Linked DNA regions of Mus musculus: regions 1, 2 and 4 are each linked to region 3. The links are chromatin contacts, called in public promoter capture Hi-C maps. All regions are on one chromosome and are shown on one strand. The core of a region is the stretch at or near the end of the contact, and the rest is flanking DNA. Distances in the headings are between cores, read along the strand shown. Region 1 overlaps Gm38863 (a long non-coding RNA gene). Region 2 has its middle 40 kb from the start of Gm46968. Region 3 holds the start of A730049H05Rik (RIKEN cDNA A730049H05 gene). Region 4 has its middle 6.4 kb from the start of Gm25094.

Region 1 (4,321 bases), core at 507-3,006, 410 kb before region 3:
TTGAAACAAAACAGCAACAGCAACAAAAGCAAGCAAGCAAACAAGCCAAAATTAACCCACCACTGCATGCTTTGCATAGAACAGATTGCAGTTCTAGAAGTAGGAAAGTTCAAGATCGGGGACATGTCTGATGAGGGTACCGTACGTTGTCATTCGATGGCATATGGCATCACATGGGAGAGCAAATAAAAGAGCTGAGTGACACTCATGGAGGAAAGAGGGAAGCATGACAAGAAAGGAAGCAGCTGGGCAATCTCAGGAGCCTGGTGTGTTTGTAGAAGCCAGCCCAGTTCCTTGGTACTTAGCCTTACTACAAATGAACACCCATGCCTTCAGGAATGGACCTACGCCTGGGGAGAAGGCTCAGCTGGCAAATCACTGACTCACAAACACGAGAGCCTAGTCCTTATCCCCAACATTGACATAAAAAGCTATGCATATAACCCTAGCACTGGGGACACAGACCAGAGCATCCCTGAGTCTTTCTGGTCACCTGGTATAGCTAAATTAGTGATATCCAGGGCCAGTTAGAGACCTTATCCCAAAAGATAAGGTAGAGAGATGTCAGTAGAAAAAAATAGCCAACGTTGACCTCTTACCATCATTAACACACCCACATGCATGTGTGCATGGGCACACATACAGAAAATTATACATATACATGAACACACACACACTCACACACACTGACACTCACCAAAAAGAACTGAGCCCCCATAATCTAACCACCTCTCATGCCTCCTTCTCTTAAATGTTGCAACACTTTCCACTTGGGGGGACGTTAAACTCTAAGGGAACAAATGATTTCTGAAGCCTAACATACTGTACTTCATGAGATCCAGATTTTACGGCTCCAGTTCTAACTCTAGACCTGGTATTCTTTCTGGCCTGCTGTATTTGATGTATTTATATTCTAAGAAAAAATATATGTTGGTGTTGCTCAAAAGATTTTCTCTAAGTCTATGAAATGTGTGCTGGGCTTCTGAAGAGGTTCTGGTTCAGCTGGTCCAGTGGACTAAGGAAAGGGAGGGCACATTTGTGTGGGCTCCTCAAGTGATTGGATGCACAGTGCTGATGAGAACATGTTCTGGATCTTTCTGATGTCTCTGCTCCAGGAATCAGTTAGAGCACTTCATGGTGGAAACTAATACTACCGTAAATCAAAGCTCTCCCTGTCACTAGCAGCCTCGGCGTTGTGGCCCTTGGGGTCTCTGTGAAGCTAGGACTACATTGGCATTTGTCAACCCTGATTAAATGACGCTTATATCTCCAGTCTGGACAACTGACCTTGAATCTCCAGAGAAAGGGCCCAGGAATCGGCACTTACTGGAAGTTTCCATTTGACTGAATGGTAGATGATCTCAAAGGTCCCTTCTGACTTGAAAATCTTCTGCATCTATGAAATCAGCTAACCCTTGTGGCCTGGAGACATTATGAGACAGTGGAGGATGCAAGGGACATTACAGAAAACTCAGCTTCGGGGGAGGGGCGGGGGATGACTGGGGCTGGGGGCTGACGCATTGCCAAGACCTACTGCTCTACTCAGCAGTGTCTTTGTGAAAATAGTAACCCCCCTCTTTCCCCTGACTGATTTATGTGACAGTTGGAAGGCACCAGAACAGTGTGTTCCTCCCCTCAGCATTATTAACATAAATATGTGCACGGGCCTTCAGCTCCTGCTTTCTGTGTACACTAGGCTTAAGGGGCCTTGAAAGCCGCAGGCCAGCTGAAGAAAAACCAGGGAGAGGAAGTGTTGTTAGAGACACTGGAATGAAAGGGGGGAAAAGGACAGGAGGTTGCTAAGAGACAATGTCAAGCTGGGCCATGGGATTAGCAGCCAGAATCAAAGCAAGACCTTAATGGTATATTCTTGCAGTAGGAGCCCTTTCCAAGCACAAGGGGTGGAGGGTGATTGCCCAAGTAATTCCACCCCAAATCAGGCGGAAAGGCCCCTTCTCCTTCTTGGCTGGATGCAAAGTAAAAACTAAGTGATTTAAAAAATAATTCTAGCTAATACCATCCTCTAGCTCCGGGTAGAGGGGAGCAGTGCTTAACTGTAGGCTGACTGGCAGTCTTTACTATGCTAATGAACACCAAGAATCACTAATCCTCAAATTGCTTGCAACCTGTTTATTGAGAGTGGTCAAACATTTTCCAAGATATATTTTGGGAAGCTGACTTATAAAATGACTATGATACTTCATAGCCCTATGTTTTGGTTTCAAACATAAATCAGTTTAAACAATAGCCTTGTGAATTGGTTTTTACCGCACCCCCATCCCCTTTGCAGAAGTAAAGGCCCAAAGAGGCTCAGCAACTTGTTCAAAGCCTCAGCTAGTGGGGAATGAAGAACTTGGGGAGGGGGTTCTAGGATCCGGATTTGCATCTTGCTCCTGCTGACACCTCAAGCTATGACTCCGTTTTCACATGTGAGAAATGGAGACATATCTTACAGAGTTGCCAAGCTTAGAGATAATACAAATGCTATATGTCCCAAAAAGAGCTATAGATACCATCACTTCTGCCCCTTGTATCATCAACACCGTCATCGCTGCGTTGTCGTCGTCGTGAATTTAATACTTGGAAAGGCAGTTCATAGAAGGGTTTTGGTTGAATCAAGTGAAATAGTAGGTTTAGGCATGCAAGAGGCTAGGTAAATGATAAACCTCTTGAGAGAAATGGAAAAGCTTGTTGCCATTCTTTGGGCCAATCCTGCTATCAGCTACCAGACATGGAGTATCATTTTGGGCATGAGACTTCATGGGGCTAGTTCCTGCTTTACAGCAGATGGTTGGTAGAGCCAGAGGAGCTGGTGTCTTCTGCCTACCTTGCCATCGTAATCCTTCAGGGGCTTGTTCACACCGCTTTCTAAGCTCTGGCCTTGAAGTGCCTGAACCCACGTGTCTGTGATGATTCCTAGGAAACACAGGCATTTGGGAACTTCCAACTGATTCTCACCATCAGCCTGCTTTTGAGGCCACTGGACTGGACTGGGCACGGCAGCACAACCCTTAAACCCCAGTACTTTGGAAGCAGAGGCAAGGACAGAGGCAGAAGCATGTGAGCCTCTATGAGTTCAAGGCTAGTCCACAGAGTAAGTTCAAGATTATCTAGGGCTGCAGTGTAAGAGCCTGTCAAACAAAACAAAACAAAACAAAACAAAACAAAACAAAACAAAAACAAAAAACTCAAACAAAAACAAAAACAAAAATGAAAACCCTTAAAAAACAAACAAACAAAAAATAAAACAAACTAAATAAAGAAATAAACAAAACCTACCAACGTCTGGACTGATGAAGATGTGGAAAGTCTTTCTATTCATTTTTCCCTCAATGACTCAGAGGACCTAGTAGAATTATCTTTTGGCGCATTTTTGGTTATTATTCTTGGTTGGGTTTGGAGGGAGTATTACTTCTGGTTATTATTCTTGGTTGGATTTTTGGGGAAGTATCATTTTTGGTTATTATTTGCTGTGGTCTTCCCTTGTGCAAGTACACAACTTTCAAACACTCTGGCCTTTGAATGTCAATTTATTTATTTATTTATTTATTTTGCCATGCTTCCTGTTCAATACAGTAGCTTGCATTGGAAAATAGAGGACTGTGAGAGGCCTTGGGTAATGACACTGCACAGACATGTATACTAACTAGGTCTGGGTTCAGATCACCATGTGGAATGAAGGAGGGAGATAAAATAGATGGGAGAGGAAAGTTATGGAGTATGGGGGTCGTGTGTCCACCCAAGAAGGCCATGATATACAAAATATTTATTGTTGCTGACATCAGCTATATAATGCCAGTGAAAAGTCAGGCAGGAGAAATAAAGTCCCCAGCTATGGTTTAGAAATTGCCTTCAAGACAACAGGAAATAAAACTGCTCCCAAGTTCTTGTAGATTGGCATCTTTCCCTTCGTGGACTAGCATGCACATGAGTAACATTTTCATGGCTGACTTTAAATTAGCCCTGATTTCTCTGTCAAGTAGAGTTAAAGTTCTCGGTAAGATGTTTCATTGCTTGCCTTAATGTGATGATTTCAAGCCTTCTAAATATTTATGCCAGTGTCATTATTTAGGAAAATAATAAAAAAGAAAAGGTTAGCCTTCACCACTATTATTGGTCTGGGGTTCTAACATATATCCTAAAAATAGTTCATACTTGAAAATTGAATTCTTTATTAAAATGTCACCACATGAAGATATGTACTGGAAGAGAATATGAATGCTTGCCTCTTTCTAGTTACATAATGCAGGGCAATAGTCTTCGATTCCTTACATATCAGTTTGTGGATTTTTTTTTTCATTCTGATTCAAAGATAATTGTA
Region 2 (4,565 bases), core at 1,324-3,823, 460 kb before region 3:
CCTAGGTGCTAGATGCAAGGGGGAAGAACTCAGGTGACAAGAATGGGTGTGTGCTGAGAAGCAGCTTCCTCCCTGTAGGTGCTTCTGAGACCAGAAATGTGAGGTCGTGCTAAGATTAGATCATATGTCGATTATGTTACATTAATACTCATTAAATAAATGCATGGGATACATCTATATGAGAATATGCCTATGTAATTTTAAAAGGTTTAAGTCTTCCTGCAGTCATTCCAGTCACTGTTCCCTGTGCCCAGTACTGTGTTTTCTCCCTTCTTGAGGTTATTTTTGCCCCCCACTCTGGAGACCTGGGAGCCATGTGAGCCCATGTGTCTTTACATATACACGGTGAGCTTACCACTTTAAGTGTGTTACAGTTGCCCTCAGATTACAGAAAATGGGGGCAGGACAACTTAGAGCCAAACAACAGGCTCTAGAGCCTATGTCCTTGACTTGTGCTGATCTTAAGAGATGCCCTGGAAAGAATGAATCAGGTAAGTTTTGTTGTGAGAGCTCTCTAACAAACACATCTCTCTGAGTATTATGGGGAATAGGAGGGGGTTCCTACAGAAAAAAAATCCTTTTTATTAAAACCAAGAGGCTGGGTGTGTAGACTAGAAAGAATAAATTATCTGAATGGAATAAAAGAAATAAGAAAAGAGGTTGCCACCGGGCAGTGATGGTGCAGGCCTTTAATCCCAGCACTCGGGAGGCAGAGGCAGGCAGATTTCTGAATTTGAGGCCTGCCTGGTCTACAGAGTGAGTTCCAGGACAGCCAGGGCTACACAGAGAAACCCTGTCTCAAAAAACCCAAAAAAGAAAAAAAGAAAAGAGGTTGCCACCACTCCCTCCCCTCCCTTCTCTTCTTCCTTCCATCCTTCCTGCCTTTTGCCTTCCTTTATCCACCTCCTTTCCCCTCATTTTTCTTCTCCCATTCGCAAGCCCATAGAGAATACCCTTCATGAACCCGCAACTAGATCTTAATTTCTTACTTAAGAGAATAATTGGGTATTCCTTGATAACTATAATGTTTAAAAAGCACTGGTAGTAAAGGCAATTGCTTCCTAAGGACAGTTATTTTTGGTGGCACTAGGAATCAAATCCAGGACCTGGCCTATGCTAAACTAGTGTTCTACATGGAGCTACATCCCCAGTCCCTCCCCTGCAGCTATTTTTGTTGAGAAGCTCTATAACATTTCGCAAGACATAGCCAAAGTTTGGGTGGCTAGCTTAAAATACACCAAAATTTTCCAAATTGTTGCTGCTACTATAAATCCAAAGTGCAGCTGAGATTTCAAGGCTGACCTTACTGTTCTAAAAAATGCAGAAGGGGAGTAGGAGCCTGTTTCTGTGGAGGGTTTTGAATTATCCTCATCATCTAATATTCATGCTATAAAAACTCTACAAAAAATGCTATTTCCTAAATAAATGTCAAGAGTCTAGATGGCATTCAGTGAATGATTCTAAGAAGAGTGCAAACAGTGTTTCCTTAATTAAAAGCAAGCAAAAAAAGATGGCTAATTAAATGTCATCATGTGAAAGGGAATGAGTGGGAGAAAGAGAGAGCTCCAGGGGAGACCATGTCAGAGAATGCCTCCGACTCTCACGCGAGCCCGCACGGACGACTGGGAGATACCTGCCCCAACTGCTGTAAAGCCAGGTCCAGCAATGCTAGAATATTACCAAAAACTGAGCTCCCAGGGGGAAAGGCCTAAAGTACGCATCCATCCATCCATCCATTCATTTCGACCTCCCTCGGTATTTCCCTAGTGAGATAAGATCTCACTCCGTAGGCCAGGTTGGCCTGGAATTCATGATGTTCCTACGTCCAATTGCTGAATTATAGGTATGTGCCACCATGCTCAGTCTTAGCGTCTTCTGGAAACCAAAATAGTGAACGGGAATCTATGCTGTTATTATTCAAAAACCAGCAAACTGCTGGGCCACTGTGTCTTCCGTGCTGAGGAATTGCTAAGCACACTACTGGACACTATTTCACCAGGTAAAGTTGTGTAGAGCGCCAATACATCATTTTATTTATTTATTTATTTATTACCAGACATTGGTATGACTGCTCTCATCCCTATTTTGAATCAGAACAGTTATTTCACATGAAGTAATGGGTGGGCAGGCAGTACCCCACCAATTTAGCATTCCAAAGCTTCCAAGTGTTAGCCTGAGCCTAGCTTGTTAGGGCTGCCTTGGCCCAGACCCTAACAGCTCCAATAGTAGGATACAATTCGCCTTCCTGGCCTAAATTGGCTTTGAACCACAGGACTGGAACACTGCCTGCCCACCACAGGTACACTGCCTGCTGGCGATTCACTTTGTCATGACTCTGCACGCTCTGTGCCTCGTTCTGTACCATCACTCCTCAGGATATTTCTCCCCAGGTTGAAAACACACACCCTACTTCCAGCATCTGCTTCAAGTTTCCTGGATGGCCCGGTAATGTGTTTGTTTAACTCACTTAGCGTTGGACTATAGATTTTGCCAGTGGCCCTTGGCACACCGGCCTCAGGATGTTTGTTTTTCTAAGTTCTGCCTTATCTTACTTCCTCTGGAAAAGCCTCACTTTTCACAGCTTGGCTGAAGCTTGAGCCAGCAACTCTCCTGAGCCCTGCCTAGAGCGTTTGCCTGAGTGGGAGGCTAAATGATCTGCAGTTTGGAAATCATGAGCACTTTGCCATGTAGTGTTTCATCCGAAGGCGAGATGAACAGCCTGAGAGTGTGGCTGAGACGCTGAGACTGCATGAGCAGCAGGCTTCGTTTCTGTCCGCTCCATTTTTTCTCACCAGTGCCTGGAAGTTAGCTGAAGTTTAGAAAGTCTCATACATGGGATGCACTTGGATTGCTTGTTAAAATTCAAGTTCCCAGCTCAATATCCTCTGAGAGTCCAACTTAAAACAGCTGGAAGGGCCTGGGCCAATTATTAATTAATTCATAATTGTTTCACTACTTTTGGGCCGTGTTTTTAATTGAAATATCCCTCTACTGGTCATCGTGACGAAATATTTTCTAGATCGTGATGGGAGAAACCTTCGTGAAGCACTGGGAATCTGCCATTTGAGCATCTCCTATCTTGTTCTGAATCCAATGTTAGCTCACTGATCACCCGAGTAAGTGATCCGAACCCTTTGTCTTCAAGTACGGACAGAAGTTAAGGTTGCGTAAAGGTCTGGTGGATTTGGCACACCATGTCAACGAAGAGTAGTTCTAATTTTTATATTGTTTTCCCAAAAGCATCACAGGGGAAATGAAGACAGTTTTAAATGTGCAGAGAGCAGGCCTAGAAACCAAGGCCACATGCACAGAGGCTGAAGTCTGAACAACAGAGTGAAACTGCCTTTCTCTGTCTGCCATTTCTGGTGATCTATAGAGCGTGCCTCTTCTTGGCTTGGGAGTGTCTTGAGCTTCTTTTAGCAGTCTCTGCTTCTTCATGGACGGGAGCTTCTAAACGCCTAGGTTAGCATGGCCAATTCTCTCCATATGCTCCTCAAACCTCCTTGCTGATTTCTAACTTGATGTCTGTCTTCCTGCTAGAGGCTAAATTCCGATAAGGGGTGGGATCTAGTTGCCCGCTCCTGTCCTTATTCCCGGGCTTTGGAAGAGGAGCCTCGCATATAACCTTTGTGGATACAAGTTAGGACGTACTTTTTAGAAAGTCATTAGTGCTGTCCAGCTTGGGGAGAGAAAGCCTACACACCTCAGCCTGCCTGCCACAGGACGCTCATTCAAATGGACAGTGTGAATGTCCTTCCAGTGAACTTATTTATTTCTAATATTTTTTTCCAGCCAGCCAAAAAGTTTTCTGCAACATCTGAAGGCAATATCAGGCCATTTTATTAAAGAAGGGCAAAACCCATAATGAATGTAAAGAGTTAGACAAATCACACACGAAAACCCCAGATAACAACATCAATTTTTGTTAGTTTTCCATGAACCAGCTGAAGGGGCGATCTAAATGATGCATTGCTGCAGCCCATCGGGCCTCTCATGGATGGCAAGAAAAATTAGTGGGGTACAGACCACATTATTCTATTTACCAATCCTTGAAGCTTTTTTGTGTCTCAAGTCTTTCCCGTTCCTCACATGGAAACATCTTACATCAGTGTTAACATCTCACAGAGAAAAGGTGATTCACCGGGTGATTAAATTAGCACCATGTTATACCTGTGCTGAAGTCTTGGAGAAACAACAACATTCATGCATCATTTCCAATCTAGAAAGGCTGAGCTGAAATTTTTCTCTGTTGTCTTTCTGTTTCGGGTTCTAACCCCAAACGGAAAGCCACTTTTATATCCTGTAACACATGTTTCTTGTGAGGAAAGAAACCTTCCAAGTGCAAGTAGGCTCAGGAAACAAATGCAGAGCTCTGTTTCTGTTGGCATGGAGTCACTGAATTCCTCTCTTCTGGCTGAAGTTTCCGTTTCTGTGCTATAGAAGGATACCTGGGACAAGAGTGAGAGAGGCTCAGCAGTGCTTTACCCTGTGCCTTTAATCAGCTTAGTCCTCACTACAGTTTAATCAACAGGAGCGTCCCTTAGACAGAACAGTTATTCTTCATT
Region 3 (4,441 bases), core at 1,751-4,250:
TAATTCTAGAAGAATTTGTGTGACAAAAATCCTTTCTCATTTTTCAGGTATATATTGATTCCCCAAACATGAGAAATTTCACTGATTTTATTTTTTTAATCTATGTAAGTCAAGTGTCAGGTTCCACTTAAGCCAGTGGACATTCTAGCATTGCACAGCAGGGAGCTGAAGGAGATGAAGCCCCAGTTCAGAGCTCAGCATTTGACCACGAAAAGCATCCCCTATCACACCCTTTCAAACAGATTGGCCCTACCAACATGATAGAAGGGGTGCGTTAATAAAGGGAGTGCAGCCGTTCTCTGCCTTGGAACTAAACAAATCACTGAGCATAACTAGATCTAGGATGGAGCTGGGGACTTTCTAATGCTGGACTTTTCTAGGGGATCCTGGATAAGTCTGTCAGAATTCATCAAGCAAAGCTGGCTGGCTCTGCACATAAATTGTTGTCTTCCATGAACCAGTGCAGGAGAACGAAATTCAGTTGTAGTGTGTCTTGTTCTGAGCAGAGATTACCACAAATGCACTATCCAAAAGGGCAGGTTTTGCACTTCACTCTTCATTTAAGTCATGGTAATTGTTTTTAATCAATAAAAGCCTTAGTTCAAAGTTGCCTTTGATGTTATGATAATCAGAAGCCTGAGCAACATATTGTATAATAAAAGTTCCCTGTGTCTTCAATTTGTCTTATGCAGAATTATGAAACATTGTAAGAAGTGATTGTTTAAATTGTAGACACTTACAACTCTTAGTTCCTTACCTTCACTGCCCACCAGGTACTTCTTTTTGGTAGTGATAGCATCAAAAAGAGGTTGGGGATCTAGGGAAATAGCTCAGCAGGAAACTACATGCTCTGCCAGCATGAGGATGGAGATTAGATTCCTGGCGCCCAACTCATAATCTGACAACACGTCCTTGTAGTCCCACTTCTGAGGGAGGCAAAACCTGGAAGATCTCTGGTGCTTCTTGGCTAGCCAATATAGCTGAATCTGTGATTCTGGGTTCAGTGAGAGAGCCTTTCTCAAAAAAGAGAGTGATTGGGGAAGAAACCTAACATTGAATACTAGCCACCATATGCATGCCTATAGATATGTACTTCACCACCATTCGCTACATACACAAAGGGGTTTCATTTACTTAACAACCTAATTAGTACTAGACACTCTAAAGGTCTTTCCCATTTTTCTTTGTTGTGAGAACGTTATGCGATTTTTTTTAAACTTACCAGCTTTGTGTCAAATTCCAATGTGTTCACATTACTATTCTCTTTGTATTTCTGTTGTACATTGTTCTAGAAGTATATTCTTGGATTTAAGACCCCAAATCCAAATAGCCAGAACTCTTTGATTGTTGTAATGACACTTGAATATTTCTGTCATTTGCTGGGTAACTCCAGTCCTTTTCCAGCGCAGCCAGTATTATAACTCACATAGCCCCTGTGAGCATTAAGTGGCTGTTGTTTGGAGACAAAGCCATTCGTGGTATTTAAGAGTCCTCCCCTTATCCTTCCCAGAACATAATGACTTTAAAGTCTGGTTTCTTGTGGGTCACAAACTCATTCAATTCAATTAATCCAATTAAACCCAAACAATGGCAACGATGTTGGGATGAAGCATTGTCTTCCGCGCCCTTTGATGTGAGCTGTGAGGCTCTTCTCCAGCATAGATTTCTCTGAAACAATAGCATTTCTCAAGCTGCCTTCTACGAAAGAGCCTAAGCTGCAGCAGCATCCACTTGGGTATACATATGTCTTAACAAACTTTCCGTCTTTCACGGAGCACCTTGAATTTCCCTACAAGCAAATTAGACAAGCGTGCAGTTGTAGAGTCTGGTTTTGTTTTAGAAGAAGACCTCCTTTTGGGTACATGGCATGAATGTCAGATAACTTTGTTTCTCAACACCAGGCAAATTAATAGTGACTGATTTATGTCCACCCCCCAAATTGCTAATAACCTTTAATAACCAAGTGCAGTGTTATGCAGTTCTCTCTAATCAAAGGTTGCCTTTGGTTTCTGACTGCCAAAATCTTAATAAAGACAATAATTCTTGGCTTGCCCATAAGTGAGATTATGCAACCAACAATGAGGAAACCATTAAAAAATTAATTTAGGGGAAAGTTAATTGGTGTTTTGCAACTTGGTCAACAAAATGTTTCCTCGTGATTAATGGGATTTTTTCAAGAGCTGAAAACATTAAGCCTGAGGAAATTATTTTTCCTTATTAGCTTTTATTCTTCATCTATTCATTTGAGATTATGAGGAGGCACAGATAGTTAAGTGAATTCCATGATTTAAACAAACAAACAAACAACAAGCGAGGCAATGTTCTGTCTCCAGGAATAGAAACTAGAAAAATAAGAGGGCAGGAGAAAGTCCTTCTGCTTATATGGCCTTAATTGTCAATGGTTGGCTCTCTATGGGTTACGCTATAGAACCGCATCTCCCAATTTTCCCAAGCCATCCATCTTCCAGGATGGAAGTCATGCACAGTGTTTCGTTTGTCTGTTTCAATGTGGCACCATTACTTCTGGATGGTGGTGTTTCCCCACAATCTCTCCTCCCTCTGACATCCCCTGAGAGTTTTGGTTCCTCCCCACTTGTGGCTCCTGCACCCTGCCCAGCACTGGCAGTTACCAGTGCTTTTAGAACTTGCCTTAGTGTCCCCCTCCTTGGAAATGAGAAAGCATTTTGACTGCTGTGAAAAATCATTGGATTAAGAAAGCATTGCCCTCCTCTGTGACCCACCCCTTCCCGCCCTCCAGAAGGGAGCCGAAGTGCCTACTTACATCCTGTGTCTTCTCAGTGCTCTGTGTCCTGTGGCCAAGGCGTGCAGCAGAGGCATGTGGGCTGTCAGATCGGGACACACAAAGCAGCCAGAGAGAGTGAGTGCAGCTCCTACAGCAGACCAGAGTCGGAGCGTGTCTGCCAAGCCTCACCATGTCCTCTCTACACTTGGAGGGCAGAGCAGTGGCAACAAGTAAGTAAAGCCATGAAGTAAGTGCACACCAGCCTGCGTGTCGCTCCACCCCCTTGTTAGCATCAGCTCCACACCCTATGGAGCCTGCAAAGCCATTGAATGGAGTGGCATTGCTGGCTCCTTCCCAAAGGAGCTGTTTGCTGTCAGGCTCTAGGCAATTCCTGTTTGCGTTTCTCCCTGTGGTCTTGAGTATCCCAGAGCTGGGGTCACTGAAATGGAAAGGAAAAAAAACAGCTTTAACATGCCTCAGGCCAAGAGTATAAGCATACAGACAACTTTCACTTCACAGGAGGGGAGATGATGGGCAGAACATTTAATATATGTTTGGATTTGGTTAGCCTGTGTTCATTTGAATAGCCGTAACATGCAAGTATTTGAGGTAAAGCTTACTCTGTATTTTTCCTTTTCGTGTGCCATTGACGATCAGGGAGAGAAAACGGGCTCTCGTGTGAAATACTCATTAATTAGGGTAGAATTTCCAGTGTTTTCAACCCATGGTAGAATCCACATGAAGTGTTGAGTTAATATAGAAATATGCTGGACTTATTTTTCTTCTACTCCCCAAGTTAATGCTTGACTTTAGCAGACATTTAAGTGTCTGTGCTGGAAAGTCCATTGCTGGGGGAAGGGGGAGAGGAGGGTAGAGGTGGTATAAGACATTAGGGGGAGGTAACCCCAATTTCCAGAACAGAATGCTAGGTTATAGAAAGAGTAGGACAGAATTAGAAAGTCAAATCAGATCTGCTGACCCCGGAATGACATAAAAGACGCACACTGCTGGAGAGGCAAGATGGAGGAGCCGCCTGCACTGAGCGTGGCTCACAACCCAAGGTAGCGTGGTTTGAGGATGTTTGTTCTGCACTTGGCTGTGCTGGGAGCTTTCTGTCTGTCCGTCCTCTCACTTTGTCTTTTGGATGACACCTAGATGAGGTGAGTTTAGTTTTTAGTTTTAGGTGGTAAAACTAAGATTCAGACAGACTTTGCCAGTTGTCCAAGGGCCCCACATCTAGCAGCTAGAGGAAGCCACCCATGACCCTGTTTGATATCTCTCATCTTTATGATTTCCTACTGTATTCTGCACCTCTGGGATTGGCTTCCCAGCCCTGCTCTCCCCAGTCCCTTCCGGTAATGGATCCATTCCTTACTACAGTGGTTCATCTCTTTAGGAACGCTTCCTTCTTCATCTGCTTGGTCATGTTGCTTGTTTTCCTTCTAGACTTCTCTTGCTTCTGTCAGATAGTATCTGGGACAATACCTAACACAGTTAAGTTTAAGATTATTTGAACTTGAGCCAGATAGGTTATCAGGAACTTGTATGCTTAGAAAAATATCACTGTGGTCCCTATCTCAGCTGTGCCATCAATAGCCACGTGACTCAGAGCAAGAATTCTTATCTCTCTGAGTCTTGGCTTGCCATCTGTAGGATGGGAATGGTAGTAGCTTTGTAGAGCTGTTTTGAGGAAGTTGG
Region 4 (4,513 bases), core at 1,923-4,422, 510 kb before region 3:
TTCCCTCCAATTGGATGGGATTTGTGTTTAATTATATAATATATTATGACAGCTGTTAGTTTACTGAAGATATAGGGGCCATCATTGCACCATGGGGGCTATTTATCCAGGCTCGTCATTGTAGTCCATAGACTTTACAGCTGCATAGAGCTCTCAGTTGCCTTTCTCCCATGGAGGTTTGTGCACACCTTTCAGTGCTATGGTAGCTGGTCCTCCAGGAGGAGGCTTTTAGCTCAATTCCAGTTCAGTTCCTCAAAGGCCTGTTTCCACAGTGTTTGGTATCTTTAGCAATAGAGTCTTGCCTTCGAGTTCTGGGAGGCAACCAAGGGCAAAAGCACTGCCTTATATTATTTTAGGAGTCTCTTAGTCTCTCTAACTGAAAATTCAAAGGGAGATTTCCCATGCTTGGCACTGGGGGTTTGGTTCCATAGTTTATACCTTCTAGGTAAAGTATTATCAGCCCAAGTGGTATAACTTTATTAAAACTAAACACACACATGCACACACACACTTCTCATGTGAGCTTGTAAAATAATGAACACTTCTCTATGGTTTTTCAAATATCTCTAATGTAATTCATCTCTTTCTTTCCCCTCCTTCTGAATTACACCCCCAGCCCCACCAAAAAGATCCCTATTTTTATTCTCCTATTCCCCCAAAAGCATACATGTTCTACAATCCATCTATCTAAAATGGGTATCCCCACCCCAACCCTAACCCCATTATGTGTGTGTAGCACATTTTCATTAACTATTCATCAGACAAAGGGCATTTAGGTTGTTGTGAAAAAAAGTGGAAATAACCACAGCTGAGCAAGTGTCTATGCAGTAGGATGCTAAGTCTTTTGGGCATATGTCAAGGAGTAGTGTAGCCGGGTCATGTAGGCCTGTTTTTTAGCTTTTTGATAATCGTCCACACTGATTTCCATAGTGGCTGCAGCATTCTTAGGCATCTTAATTTCTTCTTTGGAGAACACTGTTCAAATCCATTGCACCTTTTTTAATTGGGTTGTTCTGTTTTTGTTTGGTTGTTGGTTTAGTTTTTTGGTCTTTCTTTTTTTCTTTTCTTTTGTTTTTGAGTTCTCTGTGTATTCTGAATTAATCCTCTATTGAATGTGTAGTTGTCGGAGAGTTTCCCCATCATGGGGTTACTATGGGATTTCTCTTCACTAAGCTGAATGTTTTCTTTGCTGATTAGAAACTTCTTAGTTTTAGGAGGTTTTGCTTGTCACTTGTTGGCCTCAATCCCTGAATGAATAAAGCCCTGTTCAGAAAGTTCTTCCTGCACAACAGGTAGGTTCTGCCTGTGTTGTTTTCTAGCAGTTTCAGGTTTCTCTTTAAGGCCTTTAATCAATTTGGAGTCAGTTTTGTGCAAAAAAAAATGTAGGTTATGATAGATATATGTCCACTTTCATTTCTACATGTGGACATCTAGTTTTCCCATCATTGTTGAATATGTTGTCTTTCCTCCAGTATATATACTGTTTCGTTTCTCTGTCAAATACTGTATAGCCATAGTTATGTACATGTAAAACACACCTTTATACCTAAGACTTGGGGAACATTGCAGAAGAAGGGGAAGAAAGATTGTAGGAGTCAGAGGATCAGGATGCTTGCTTTGAGACAGTGTCTTCTAGACATGATGGGGATGCTGCATCCACCAAATCTCCACCTGTAAAATGATCAAACAAGTTGACATGACTATGTAATTGAGGGAAGTTTCTTAAGGCCACACCCCTAAATAAAGAGCTACAGGCAGCTAGTGATTGATGAGGGAGAGAAAGTCCATTTACTCCAGGGATGAGTCTCTGGTAGGTTATCCAATACTAAGTGGTTCTGTGTGTGTGTGTGCATGTGTGTGTGTGTGCATATGTTTGCTTGTATGTTTGCATATGTACATTTGTAGGTGCATATATGTGATTGTGTTTGTGTTTATACATATATGTGTGTATATATTTGTGTGCATGTGTGTATTTGCTTATCTGTGGTGTGTTTTGTAGATATGTATATGAATGTGTTTGTGTATATGCATGTGTATGTTTGCATATATCTCTATATCTATCTCTCTCTCTCTCTATCTATCTATCTATCTATATATATATATATGCATTTGTGTGTTTTTTTGTGTGTTTATGGGAATGCATTTGTGTGTATGTTTGAGTGTGTGTGTATGTATATGTTTGCCTATGTGTTTATTAGTGTATGTGCATGCATGTGAATGTGTTTGTCTCTATATATGTATGTATTATATATGTGAATGTATTTGTGTATATGTTTATATATTTTGTGTATGTGTATGTTTGCTTATGTGTTTGTATGTATGTGGTTGTGTCTGTATGCATTTGTGGGTATGTGTGTATATATGTGAAATTTGTGTGTGTGCATTTGTGTGTGTGTGTTTCAGTGCAGAATGCACACATAATACAAGACAACTAATCTAAGAATCTAGAGAACATTCATGCACAGCTTCTATTAAAAAATCCTGGCTAGAGTTTCCAAAAGCAAATATTATGAGTTCTTTTAAAGAGGTGCTTAACTAGCAGTATTCAGCTTTGATCTCGGGTTCCAAGGTAAACTCAGCAACTTTCCTCAAAGTAGCAACAACTCAGCATGTTGAAATTAGACATTTGATTTCACAAATCTTAGCCAAGAAGTTCTACGGGGTAATAATCTTTTTTGTTTGTTTGTTTTTGATTTTTTTTTTTTTTGCTCCATTTAACTAATGTGAAAGAATAAAGACCCAGGCAAACCTGAGAGGATTTGAATCCATGGTTCTTGAAAGTCTAAAGAGCCAAGGGTTATGTTTCGCCATGAATCGTTACCCCTGGCAGGGAATGTGCAAGGCTTCTAGCTTGCTTACATTGACAAAGCTTTTTAAGATAAGGATTCAAATGTTCCTGACTGCAAAGACTCTAGGTGTTTCCCTCAGTGTCACAGGTAGTTCCTTCTGAAAAGGCCTTTGTTGGGATCTTCTCTGTGGGAAGAACAGGAACTCACTTCTTCATGACAGGAAAGAGGCTGGGAAAGGCAAGCAAACGGCTTCTTTATATCGCAATCAGGAGAGTCTAGGGAGAGACAATTTCACACTAAGAAATAAGTTAAAGGAGGTAATTTTCTGCTCCCTCAGGCTGTGTGGTGAGGTGGTAAGAGTCAGAACCAAGGGGAAAGGCTCTGGGCTTCTGTTTGCAGCTTAGATAAGCACTTCCTGTCTGTCTGTAGGCATATTGCCTCATCTGTTTAAGGAGCCTTGATTAAGTGTCTCAATTACCCATCTAAAATAATAGCTGTTTCATCAGGGGTATTGTGGCATTTAATTAAAGCCCATGAAGGGTAATGAGATCCTCAGATAAGAGCATCTATAAACACTCAAGAGATGTATGTCTGCATACATACACGCCCCATTCAGATGCCTGCTAGGCTACAGAATTGAACAAAACATTTTATTGGGCACAACTCTTTCTTCATCTCTGCATTGTGCCTACTGTTAGTCTTGTTGCTTCAGACTCGGAACATAAATTCCTTCAGGGTTCTGTTTCCCAAGGGTTGCCTAATGCGTGTGTTCCGCTCCTTGCTTAAGGGTTAAATACCACAGGCAACTGCCGGTCACCTGTGATGCTACAGTATTTCTTTGAACCTCACATATTAATTTCCAAGTTTCATAGGCCTTTTCCTAGTGCTGCTCTACTAATACCATGGCTATTTCATATTTCTAAGTTAGATTTTTTTTTGATTTAGAAATTTTGGGCAAAAACTTTATATGACTTCTGTTCAGAAAGAAAACCAGTGTGTTCTAATATACATTGATCTGAATGTGTTTTTACTGAATTTTTATTAAAGTTTGGGTTATTTTAAGATTACTTTACATACCACTGGTTTATGTGTGTGGCACTGAAATGAAGTTAAATAAAAGCCCTCACAATTGAGTTGTAGATAGTTTGAGTTGTTTATACTTCGTGTTTATAGCATATTTATGCTATTTTTTAAGCAGCTTTAGTCTAACATATTCAGTATAACATGTACTATAACATATCCAGCAAGCTTAGAGTAGGAATTTATTTTGACTTAGGATCTGTGGATCAGCTGGGTATTTGTGATGGTTTGAGCCAGGAATAGATAATCTTGAGTTGGCAAGACTATATCCGTGGGCATCTGAAGACTGACTTGGATTGGATGGTCAAAGACAGCCATGCTCACATATCTATTAGCTGTCCATTTTTCCTTTGAGACATTATAATGCATAACTTTAATTTTTTAATCCTAGTTTTAATTATGGTTTTTAAATGCTTTAACCTCCCTTTTAGTCCACCAACCACCAGAGATAGTGGGAAAGAAAAGATACAGAGGAAGTGAACCTGTCTAGAAAGATTCTTTGGAGCAACTCCTGTTTGTGTTGTCTGGAATTTGGCAGTTCAGTTCACAAGTTAACAATGGCAGCTTGATCCACTCATAAACACTTCACAGATATAGCAGCAGTGCAGTTCAGTAGAGTCAGGTCAGCACACACAAAGCAGTAG

What was found. Promoter capture Hi-C pulls out the DNA fragments that hold promoters and counts their contacts.
Region 1: a promoter capture Hi-C map of stem cell-derived epiblast-like cells shows a contact between it and region 3, with 2.4 times the contacts expected there. The contact joins the enhancer-like site here to the promoter of A730049H05Rik in region 3. A contact is called at or near these places in 9 of 39 promoter capture datasets (the 3T3-L1 cell line, cranial neural crest, embryonic stem cells and 5 more) and 1 of 484 Hi-C or Micro-C datasets (adipose-derived mesenchymal stem cells).
Region 2: a contact with region 3 is called in a promoter capture Hi-C map of hippocampal neurons, with 4 times the contacts expected there. The contact joins the enhancer-like site here to the promoter of A730049H05Rik in region 3. A contact is called at or near these places in 12 of 39 promoter capture datasets (3T3-L1-derived adipocytes, the C10 cell line, HPC-7-derived erythroid cells and 9 more), 1 of 115 datasets of contacts at active chromatin or transcription factors (the NIH/3T3 cell line) and 2 of 9 other capture datasets (adipose tissue and liver).
Region 4: a contact with region 3 is called in a promoter capture Hi-C map of the C10 cell line. The contact joins the enhancer-like site here to the promoter of A730049H05Rik in region 3. A contact is called at or near these places in 11 of 39 promoter capture datasets (the 3T3-L1 cell line, 3T3-L1-derived adipocytes, the C10 cell line and 6 more), 2 of 115 datasets of contacts at active chromatin or transcription factors (embryonic stem cells and epiblast stem cells) and 2 of 9 other capture datasets (liver and pancreatic islet).

What each region holds. Positions count from the first base shown.
Region 1 is chr6:93,221,531-93,225,851 of GRCm38.p6, reverse strand. The region is part of intron 3 of Gm38863 (a long non-coding RNA gene); the gene reads right to left. Among named protein-coding and RNA genes, the nearest start is that of Gm38863, 30 kb to the right of the region's middle. Within about 2 kb of position 1,756, at least 44 of the 459 cell types and tissues checked have an H3K27ac peak or open chromatin away from gene starts, as enhancers often do. A contact at or near this core is called in stem cell-derived epiblast-like cells, where this site is marked.
Region 2 is chr6:93,272,234-93,276,798 of GRCm38.p6, reverse strand. No RefSeq gene overlaps it. Among named protein-coding and RNA genes, the nearest start is that of Gm46968, 40 kb to the left of the region's middle. Within about 2 kb of position 2,573, at least 32 of the 459 cell types and tissues checked have an H3K27ac peak or open chromatin away from gene starts, as enhancers often do. A contact at or near this core is called in adipose tissue, where this site is marked.
Region 3 is chr6:92,815,002-92,819,442 of GRCm38.p6, reverse strand. It overlaps A730049H05Rik (RIKEN cDNA A730049H05 gene), which reads right to left and starts at 3,000. Exons shown (of 5, transcript NR_169152.1): 1 at 2,783-3,000. Adamts9 (a disintegrin-like and metallopeptidase (reprolysin type) with thrombospondin type 1 motif, 9) reads left to right here. Exons shown (of 40, transcript NM_175314.4): 30 at 2,800-2,973.
Region 4 is chr6:93,326,915-93,331,427 of GRCm38.p6, reverse strand. No RefSeq gene overlaps it. Among named protein-coding and RNA genes, the nearest start is that of Gm25094, 6.4 kb to the left of the region's middle. Within about 2 kb of position 3,172, at least 3 of the 459 cell types and tissues checked have an H3K27ac peak or open chromatin away from gene starts, as enhancers often do.